Linked DNA regions of Sus scrofa: all the other regions are linked to region 1. Evidence: chromatin contacts called from public Hi-C and HiChIP or PLAC-seq data. All regions are on one chromosome and are shown on one strand. The core of a region is the stretch at or near the end of the contact, and the rest is flanking DNA. Distances in the headings are between cores, read along the strand shown. Region 1 overlaps MTUS1 (microtubule-associated tumor suppressor 1). Region 2 holds the start of MTUS1 (microtubule-associated tumor suppressor 1). Region 3 overlaps FGL1 (fibrinogen-like protein 1).

What was found. A called contact is a pair of places that touch in the nucleus more often than the background predicts. HiChIP or PLAC-seq counts read pairs in DNA pulled down with a chosen protein or histone mark.
Region 2: a contact with region 1 is called in an H3K27ac HiChIP or PLAC-seq map of skeletal muscle. The contact joins the promoter of MTUS1 here to the enhancer-like site in region 1. A contact is called at or near these places in 1 of 5 promoter capture datasets (liver), 8 of 47 Hi-C or Micro-C datasets (adipocytes, fetal heart ventricle, fetal skeletal muscle and 4 more) and 1 of 2 datasets of contacts at active chromatin or transcription factors (skeletal muscle).
Region 3: a contact with region 1 is called in a Hi-C map of skeletal muscle, with 5 times the contacts expected there. The contact joins two enhancer-like sites. A contact is called at or near these places in 16 of 47 Hi-C or Micro-C datasets (alveolar macrophages, embryonic fibroblasts, fetal heart ventricle and 6 more) and 1 of 2 datasets of contacts at active chromatin or transcription factors (skeletal muscle).

What each region holds. Positions count from the first base shown.
Region 1 is chr17:5,429,719-5,433,112 of Sscrofa11.1, reverse strand. The region is part of intron 3 of MTUS1 (microtubule-associated tumor suppressor 1); the gene reads left to right. Among named protein-coding and RNA genes, the nearest start is that of MTUS1, 76 kb to the left of the region's middle. Within about 2 kb of position 2,087, at least 3 of the 83 cell types and tissues checked have an H3K27ac peak or open chromatin away from gene starts, as enhancers often do. A contact at or near this core is called in skeletal muscle, where this site is marked.
Region 2 is chr17:5,505,705-5,509,144 of Sscrofa11.1, reverse strand. It overlaps MTUS1 (microtubule-associated tumor suppressor 1), which reads left to right and starts at 1,933. Exons shown (of 15, transcript XM_021077995.1): 1 at 1,933-2,328.
Region 3 is chr17:5,543,842-5,547,412 of Sscrofa11.1, reverse strand. FGL1 (fibrinogen-like protein 1) reads left to right here. Exons shown (of 8, transcript XM_021077952.1): 8 at 1-482. Among named protein-coding and RNA genes, the nearest start is that of MTUS1, 38 kb to the right of the region's middle. Within about 2 kb of position 1,657, at least 1 of the 83 cell types and tissues checked has an H3K27ac peak or open chromatin away from gene starts, as enhancers often do. A contact at or near this core is called in skeletal muscle, where this site is marked.

The DNA of each region.
Region 1 (3,394 bases), core at 838-3,337:
AATTTTTAAAGGTTATGCTCCCTTTACAGTTATTATAAAATACTGGCTGCATTTCCCGTGTTGACATTTCTAACACTGTTGCCAAGTATCCACTGTTTAGGAAAGTCCAAAATGGTGTCTTATTTTAACTGGCATATGCTTGGCACCCAACTATTTGTTGGATAAATGTAGATACTTGAAGGGCCAGTTATAGACTGTAAAGATTAAGGGCAGAATCATTACCGAGTGCATGGACAGAGGCAGGCAGGCCGGTGGGCGATTGGAGTGAATACCAGTTAAATTCTGATGGGAGAGACAGGCTGTTCCTAAATAAAGTATAGAAGATGTTTGATAGTGTACAGCACTACACCTGTTTATTAACCTCTGAATATAATTTTATGCCATTAAAGAGAGAAAAAATACACAAATAGGGGGAGATAGGAAATGTCAGGGTGTGTGATTGTGGGAGAGAGAGAGGGGGTGGCCTTTGAGTGAAGGCCAGGGGTGGGCAGCCCTGTGCATAGCTGGAAGAAAACCATACCAGTCAGGGTAAACAGCAAGTGGAAAGACCCCACAGTGGAGCTGAACTAATCGCTCTAGGAATAGCAAGGAATGAAATGAGGAAAAGTGAAACAGGAGATGAGGTTTGAAGGTAGTGGAGAGCCAGATCATATACAATCTTGAAAACCATAAGGACTTTGGCTTTAAACCAAAGTGACTTCATTTTAACAGAATTACTCTGACAGCTGTGTGTAGAGAATACCCTGGATGGGAGTGAGGGCGGGACCAGAAAGATCAATGAGGAGGTTTCGCTGTAATCATGGCAGGAGATTGTGGCTTCCACAGGATTGTGGAGGGGTGGGGTGGGGGGTTAGAGCGGGGCCAGATTCTAGATGTATGTGTTGAAAAGAAAGCCAAAGGGACTTGATGATGGGATGAGGGGTGAGAGCAGCAGTGAGGAGTCAGATGACTGGAATCATCTTGATGTGAGCAGTGGCAGGATGCTGTTACCATGAGCTGAAGGGGGAAGGATGATGGAGATATGGATGGTGGGATCTCCAGTCTGGATATCACCATCTCAGTTGTACAGACGTCAAGTTGAGATGAGTGATAGATACAGAAGTGAAGGTATAGAGTAGAAAGTTGGATGTACAAGGCAAGAGTGCATAGGAGAAGTCTGGTCTAGGGAGGTAAATTTGGAATTCATCACCATTTAGATGTATTTTTTTTTTTTTTTTTTTTTGTCTTTTGTCTCTTTGTTGTTGTTGTTGCTATTTCTTGGGCCGCTCCCGCGGCATATGGAGGTTCCCAGGCTAGGGGTTGAATCGGAGCTGTAGCCACCGCCTACACCAGAGCCACAGCAACGCGGATCCGAGCCGCGTCTGCAACCTACACCACAGCTCACGGCAACGCTGGATCGTTAACCCACTGAGCAAGGGCAGGGACCGAACCCGCAACCTCATGGTTCCTAGTCGGATTCGTTAACCACTGCGCCACGACGGGAACTCCACCATTTAGATGTATTAAAGCCACTAGACTGGGTGAGATCACCCAGAGTGAGTGGAGAAAGAGAACAGGTCAAGGGCACCTGTTCACCTTCGGGGAACTCCATGGTGTACTCTGTACTACCTCTGGAGTCCTCTGAAGCTTTAAAGGGCTAGGGAGGTAAAGAGAAATTACAGAGAGACCAAGACGGAATAATAGGCAGGAAGGCAGAAGGAAAGTCCCTCGAGAGGGGTGTTCAGGAGGACAAGTGAAGAAAGCTGTTCAAGGAGAGAGGAGGAATCCACTGCATCAAGTGTTGCTGATGCAAGAATACGGTAGTTGAATACACAGTTGGGTTTAAACCAGAAGGTTGTATATTTCTTTAACAGGAAGCTGAAGATAGGCAGTTCCTGGGTTGGTGAGTCAATTACATCATCTTTCTGTCCATCCTCTTGTCCTGCCTCAGCTGTTGTCGGTGACTTTTCAGTTAAAATATGGTCGCTAAGAGTTCCAAGTGCTAAGTCCTATTGCTGTTGAGCCCAAAGGCTGGGAGTGAGGGATGGACAGTGTCCAGAGCAGGGCCCTCCTGCCATGCCTGCCTACCTTTACCAGGGGGGAAAGACCTTATTCAGCACTTCACCCCTGGCAGGCTCATCTTTCATCTTCCTGGCGCAGACCAGATCGCAGAGGTCACCTCCAATTTGAAGAAAGGTTGGGAATGAAAGTAGTGGGCTTTTTAAACCCTTCGTAAGGTGTGAGTAATGGAAATGGAAGTTAGGAATGACTCTTGGGGAGCCGGGAAAGATGTTAGACATGATAAGGTTAAACTAAAAAAAAAAAAAAAAATTGTACTGACTATATTAATTTACTTTTTTTTTTGTCTTTTTGTCTTTTTGCCATTTCTTGGGCCACTCCCGTGGCATATGGAGGTTCCCAGGCTAGGGGTCGAATCAGAGCTGTAGCCGCCAGCCTACACCACAGCCACAGCAATGCAGGATCCAAGCCAAGCCGAATCTGCAACCTGCACCACACACAGCTCACGGCAATACCAGATCCTTAACCCACTGAGCAAGGCCATGGGTCGAACCTGCAGCCTCATGGTTCCTAGTCAGATTCGTTAACCGCTGAGCCACAACGGGAACTCCTAATTTACTCTCTTATTTAGAGCTTTTTTTGCTTACCCTGTTTGGGGGTACGTATGATTCTTTGTTATTAATTTGATAATTGTCTGTTGTCCTTTGTCCTGTGTTTTACTGTATGACTTCTGATTTTGTATATGGTGATTTTTTTTTTCCATTTTTATAGTCACATCTTTTAATTTTTTTTTTCTGTTTTTATGCTTCACAAGACCGTCTCTACTGAAAGAGAAGATTGGTCTCTATCGTTATGGTTAATTTGATGGTTTTGTTTTAACCCTTTTTATTCTAATTTTAATGTCTTTGGGGCATACGTTGAGAACTAGGAGCTAATATTTATATATCATAGTGAGGCAGGTGCTATTCTAAGTGTTTACAAATATAAACCCATGGAACTCTCACAAGCACCTATGAAATAAATAGCCGTGTGATCACCCCCAATCTTACACATGACAAATGGCACAGAGAGGAGGAGGAGCCCCGCCCCCCACCCCGGCCAGTGTATGGTGGAGCTGTTCTAAACCTAGGTGGTCTGCCTCCAGATCGTTGACTTTTAACACACCACACCATGCTGCTTCTCAAATTTAAATAGTTTAAAAATTCAGATATCTTAATACCACACATAAATGTCTTCACCGACTTGAAATATCTCCCTTGTCTTATTCTGCAGTTTTCTATTTCTGAGATTGATACACCAGTTTATTAACTGGTGAATATAATTTTATGCCATGAACAGATGGTTTTACTATTTTATAGTATCCTATAATAATAACTAGTAGCACAAATCTCTTGTT
Region 2 (3,440 bases), core at 684-3,183, 76 kb before region 1:
ACACCTGCCACTTCTCACACGTGTTGTAAGATAAGTTGTCATAGGTAGACTTACTAGCGCAAAGGCTATGTGCCTTTAACATTTTTTTAGGTATTGTGAATTGCCCATGATGGAGGTCATTCTAGTTTACATCCACATCTGCATTGTGACTGCCTGCTTCTCCACACTTTTGCCAACACGCTAGGATTATAAAACTTTCTAATCTTTGTCAACCTGAGAAGTGAAAAATGGTCTCAGTGTAGTTTTAATTTGCATTTTTCTAATGGAGAAATAAAATTGTGTGTTTAAAAAAAAATTTTTTTTGGACAAACCGCCACAAAATTATGTAGGGTTATTATCACCCTTAGAATTGTTCCCGGAGTCTGTAGCAGGTCAACACTAGAGTTCAGAGATCAAGAACATGGCCACATGCCCAGAACCAAGATGGAGAGAAAGTCAGCAGGCCCCATTTCAAGCATATTTGCCTTGACAGAGTCCCAGATGATGTCCCTAGAAGGTAACTTATGTTTTCCTGTGGATGCAATTAGAAGCTAAGTTTCAATTCCCCTGTGGCCACAAAAGTTGCTTCTAAATACTTAGGAGAGGGCTTATTTGTTCTCTGTTTTTTTTTCCCTCTTCAATCTATACCACGAAAAAATGAAGCAAAACAGGTTCTATGTTTATAGATATAACTAAGCCACACAATAGAACTGTGAGGGGGTTGGACCAAGTCATCTGGGTCACAACAGGGTTATAAAGATTAAATGATATGTTTAACACTAGGAGTATTCTGCTTAGGGAGGAGGCATGTTGCTAATTAGCATATTTGCCTCATGACTTGCAGAAACAAAAGTGCTTTGTTTTGTGTTAGTTTATTTTTTGGTGCTTTTGCATAAGGGAGAACCACTCAATGGTGTTTAATGCTGCATCTCTTTTCAAATAATCCCAAAGAATTGTCATCAGGTGATAACAATAAAAAGATTAGGAGTTGGGTCTACCGGGTTTGCACTTGCCCCTCACTGGCTGTGTGACCTTGAGCAAATGCACTTGACCTTTCTGAGCTTGTTTCCTCACTTGAAAAAATGGAAGTAATAATCTGACCTGTAAACTCCTAGGTCTTGTTGAGGAAATGATGGAATGTTGTAGACATGAAAACACTTTACCACTGTAAATGGCAACATATACCTTAGTTGATCTGATATTGATAGCACAGAAAATTTTTATCAGTTACGGTATTCTCTTAAGCTTTTAGCAGAGTTCCCATCCTGGCGCAGCAGAAATGAATCTAACTAGGAACCATGAGGTTGTGGGTTCCATCCCTGACCTCGCTCAGTGGGTTAAGGATCCTGCCTTGTGTGAGCTGTGGTGTAGGTTGCAGACCTGGCTGGGATCTGGCGTTGCTGTGGTTGTGGCATAGACCGGCAGCTGTAGCTCTGATTCCACCCCTAGCCTGGGAACCTCCTTATGCCGCCTGTGCGGCCCTAAAAAAAAAAAAAAAAAAAAAAAAAATTGGACTCAGGTTGACTGACATTTAAAGGTTCAATAATGTTACATCTCATAGGTGGACTAGCATCTTTGGAAAAGCATTGTATTAAAACTATTCCTATAGATGAAAATATTTTATAGTTCTAATAGCTATGAATGAAATCTGTTGAGTTTAGCAAAAAAGAGGGACTTGTGTTTAGAGAAAAGTGGGTCCGGCTTTTTCTCTCCAGGCTTTCTACTCTCCTCTCCACTTTTTATTCAAAGATCTAACAGCGGGAACTCATTGCTTTAACCCTTAATAGGTGTTTGCTAGCAAATCTCTAAGGAGCACGAAGACAATACTGAGCGGGAGTCGGACACTCTGAAGAGGCAATCACCGCTGGTTCCTTGCAAACCTCCGCCCAGATAATTCTGCCAAACTTCCCCCTCCTACCCCTACCCTGCCCGCCCTCTCGGCCCTGCCCCGTCGCTAGCGGGAAGACAGAGCTCGCAGGAAAACACAGGTGGCAAGAGCAGAGCAGAAGGCAGATCCTCTCGGCAGCCGGCCAGGTTTGGGGCCCCAGGTCTGTGCACCGCCAGGCTCAAGTCGCCTGCGGGAACCTGCGTGGTCTGGAACCTATGGTTCAGCCAGGTGCGCAGGCAGCAGCCCCGGGTCCGGAGTGCACGTGGCAACAGGTGCATCTCGGACCAGAGCGGACGCGGAGGGCGTGGGGCGCGTAGGTACTTAGCCCCGGAGCGCGCGCGGCATTGGGATCCCAACCCGGGAGCGCGAGAGGAGGGAGCCTACAGGCCAGCAGAGTTCGCCAACCTGCCGAGCTGAGCGGAGCGCAGCGCAGCGGTAGCCTCCGGGGTTGGCGTCCCGAGGTACAGCCCTGCGCGTTTTTTCAAGTTTCTCGGGGGGCAGGCATCCCCTGGCCTCCGCCTGGCCTTTGTCTCCAGCTGCGACGCTCAGGCTGGGCCTCCTGAAAGGTGCTGCGGGGGGGGGGGGGGGGGCGCACAGGGAGGTGGGGGCAGAGGCGGTTGAGCTTTGCTATTTACAAGTTTCCCGAACTCCCCGCCCTGGCTCCACCCCCGAGGCTTGAGAGGCGGAGGTTGGGGCGCCCCGGACTCCGGGTTCCCGCCTGGCAGCTGCGGTGGCGGCCGGCGTGTGGGCAGGGGTGGGGGTGGGGGGCGAGAAGCGGGTCCCCAGGACACTGCCCGTCGGACACTGATTGCACCTCGGGCCTCCCGGGTGGGCCTGGCGCACCTTCGCCGCCGGTCCAAAGGGCGCCCAGCCTCTGAGTGCTGGTCTCCCGAATTGCGTCTCGGCTTCCCGGAGGGCTTGGGGTTGGCTCGGAGGCGCTGCGGGTAAGTGCGGGGTTAAGTGTGGCTGCCCAGCTTGTGCGTTGTGGGGATCCCGGGCGCGACCCTCACAGGGTGACAGGACTCGCTTTGAGGGAGGGGGCAGGTATTTTGGAACCTTGGGTGCAAAAGTTGAAGAGGTGGAGGCTGCGGAGGGCTGGTCTCACGTGGAGGCAGGGCAGTTCCTGAGAAAGGAACGGATGCAGATCTGGTAGCTGTCACCTTGAAAGTGACCGAAGGGGTTTACCTTCGAGTAAGTTATGCAGACTGACATCCAGGTACCCTCAGCCGGAAGCCACCCACCGGACACTTGACCTGCATGGGCCCGGCAGTCTCAGCCTTCTCTCTGGGCGGTTCGCTTGGGCCAGTTCTCAGCATAAGCAATCAGGGCTGAAAATATGGCATTAATGCAGTTGCTGCAATTCCCAAGGTCCTCTGTCCGTGTCTTATTACTTCCTGCAGTGCCCTTGTGCTCTTCTAGTGCTTTAGAAAAATCCACTCTTCACCACTCTAATTAATGGACTTGTGTGTTTACCTACCTTAAATAAATCTTTGTCCTCTTCTTTTTCTACTGTTATTTGTTGATTTTGACTTGGGCTAAGTTATTTTGGAGTAGGAATGGAGAGATTAATTCT
Region 3 (3,571 bases), core at 408-2,907, 110 kb before region 1:
TACCCATGGTTTGGAATTTTTAAACAGAAAATTCCATAAATAAACAATTTATAGAAGTTGCCAAAGTGGCTTAGTGGAAACAAATCTGATTAGCATCTACGAGGGCACAGGCTTGATCCCTGGCTTTGCTCAGTGGGTTAAGGATCCCACTGAGCATTGCTGCGAGCTGTAGTATAGGTTGCAGAGGCAGCTCGGATCCTATGTTGCTGCGGCTGTGGCATAGACCAGCGGCTATAGTTCTAATACGACCCCTAGCCTGGGAATCTCCATATGCCATGAGTACAGCCCTAAAAAGACAAAAAAAAAAAAAAAAAAAAAAAAAAGAAAAGAAAGAAAGAAAGAAAGAAACTGTCAAAAGTCATACAAAATCAATCCTGTATCTCTGCACATTCTCACTTCCTTCCTTCTTGATGCTAAAGAATGTTCCTTTCTTCTCAAGCCAACTGCTCTATAAATAAATGTGAATTAATGAACAAGTGAAATAAATGGGAGATGAAACTGTATAAAGGCATATATGTATTCAAATATGAGGGATGGAGTTCCCATCGGGGTCTAGCGGAAACGAATCCACTAGGAATCATGAGATTGCGGGTTCAATCACTGGCCTCGTTCAGTGAGTTAAGGATCAAGCATTGCCAAGAGCTGTGGTGTAGGTTGCAGGTGTGGCTCAGATCCCAAGTTACTGTGGCTATGGTGTAGGCCAGCAGCTGTAGCTCCCATTGTACCCCTAGCCTGGGAAACTCCACATGCCACAAGTGCAGCCCTAAAAAAAAAAAAAAAAAATTGTAAGTTTTCAATTAGCAACTTCTGAGTGGCAGGATAAAATCTCGAGAACATTCTCCCAGTCCCACCCAGGCGGTGAAACTTCCCAGCATATCCCACCTGTTAGTCACTTAGTAGTCAACCACATTATCAGATCAGCTGTTGTGTATTGCAGGGAACTCTTATTTTACTTAATAATGGCCCAAAAGTGCAAGAGTTATGATGCTGGCAATTCAGAGATACCTGAGAGGAGCCATAAAGTGCTTCATTTAAGTGAAAAGGTGAAGCTCTCAAAGTGATAAGGAATGCAGAAAAATCCTATGCTGAAGTTGTCAACATCTATGGTAAGAATGAATCATTCCCCCCCCCATGAAAATGTAAAGGAGGAAAAAAGAAATTTATGCTAGTTTTGCTATTTCACCTCACACTACAAAAGTTACCATCATGGTGCATTGTGAGTGCTCAGTTAAGATGGGAAAGGCACTGGATTTGTAGAATAAAATATTCTAAGAGGGAGAGAGAGAAAGAGACCACATTCCATAATGTGTATTTATTATTTATTACAGTGTATTTTTTTATTATTAGTTATTGTAATCTCCTATTGTTCCTGATTTATAAATTAAACATTATCATAGGTATGTATGTACAGGAAAAAACACAGTTTATATAGGGTTTGATACTGACCACGGTTTTCAGCAACTACTGAAGGTCTTTGAATGTATTCCCCACAGATGAGGGGGAACCGCTGTTGCATTTTATGTCTGATTAGGAGTGGTTCAGCTGCAAAATATAAATCACCTGATTTGGAGGTCCAGACAAACAGGGATTTGTTCATCTTATGTAACAAGAACTCAGGAGGTAGGAGGTTGCTGGCCTCGGTTCTGGGCTCTGCAACATGGAAGCTGATACCCCTGCAGCTCACATTGCCCTTTCTTCAAGATCATAAGCCATTGCTGCAGTTCTTGCTCCGAGGCCATGCTGAAAGCAGAAAGAAGCGTGTAGGGTCAACGGGCTTCAGCTTAGGCCTTAATGGCCAGAATTGTGTTGTGCAGTTATTCTCTCTGAAAGTAAAATAATGAAGGAGAATATTTAATTTTATAATCGCTAAAATGTATGGGCAAAAGAAGTGCCATGGCTCCTGATTTTTTTTTTTAATATAGTCTTGTGGGAATGGTGTTCCATAGATCTTGGGGAGGAATAAATAATGGAGCACCAGAGGCAATTTTAGATATGGGTATTATTTTGCTCAAGCAGTAGCATGAAGACCTCATGTAATTAGGAGATCAAAAGAAGAAAAGCTTTTAAAGGAGAAAAAAATGATTTTACAGAGAAGTAGGAGGGGAGCTAAGTAAGTATAGTGTTACATAAATCTCAGTATAATAGTTTTCAATGCAGAAGGAATGAAAAAGAATGTTAATGCCTTAAAAAGACAGAAGAGTCTATTTCAATAGACTAGTGGGTAGAATAGGCATAGGGCAGGAAATAATAGCAGTTAGAGAGGATAGGTCATTTGAGAAGTTTAAATGTGGGAGAAGGAAATTGGACTGGTTTACCTGAAGTCAAAACATCAGGAAGACCCCAGTATAAAAAAAATCTCTCTGAAAATTTACCATTAGAGAATTATTTATTAAACTTTACCACTTTCTGAAACATAAATATACTTTTATTTATATCAGGTAATTATATACTGTGGCCAAGAAAGCAAAGTATAATGTAAAGCAATAATGCTAAATGCCAGACATCGTACAAAAAAAAAAGTTTCCACCAAGAAATATACAGTATCTTTAAGATAAGGTAGAAGAGAAATTCCCATTGTGGCACAGCAGAAACGAATCTGACTAGTATCCATGAGGATGCAAGTTCAATCCCTGGCCTTGCTCAGTGGGTTAAGGATCTGGCGTTGCTGTGAGTGGTGGTGTAGGTTGTAAATGCAGCTCAGATCTCGAGTTGCTGTGACTGTGGCGTAGGCCAGCAACTGCAGCTCTGATTTGACCCCTAGCCTGGAACCTCCATATGTCGTGAATGTGGCCCTAAAAAGAAAAAAAGAGAAAAGGTAGAAGAGGGGTTGTTCTTGAAAGTACCAGCTTCACCAATTTGCCCAAGATGTATAGTTTCAGAAAGACTGCAAACCATAAAATCAAGATCCATCTGTATAGTACATAATCTATTGTTTTACCAGCACAAAATTATTTGGGGAAAATGACAACTCAACAGATAGGACATTACTCCAAGCAATAAAGAAGATGGTTTAATGTTTAGCTATGAAAGCTTCCCTTTTTCTTTTTTTCATCTGACACAGCTGTTTTTATCTATTTTATGTATTTGGGTTCCACATAACACTTGGCTATATGCTACAGGGTTTGTTTTTTTGGGGAAAAGGAAAGCTCTAAAAGAAGCTTTAGACCTCTTCCTTGTTTTTTTTTTTGTTGTTGTTGTTTGTTTGTTTTGTTTTGTTCTTTAGGGCTGCTCCCACAGCATATGGAAGTTCCAAGGCCAGGGGTCGAATCGGAGCTACAGCTGCCAGCCTGTGCCACAGCCACAGCAAACCAGATCTGAGCCTCGTCTGTGACCTACACCACAAACTCATGGCAATGCCAGATCCTTTAAGATCCTTGCCAGATCTTGAGCAAGGCCAGGGATCAAACCCAAATCCTCATGGATACTACTATTCAGTTTCGTTACCATTGAGCCACAAAAGAAACTCCCTTCGTTTTTTAGGTGAAATTTTCTGCATTTTTCAGATGACAGGTATTTCTGGGGAAGGACTTTTTTATACTCTCGACTCAAATGAATTAACAAGCATGTAATC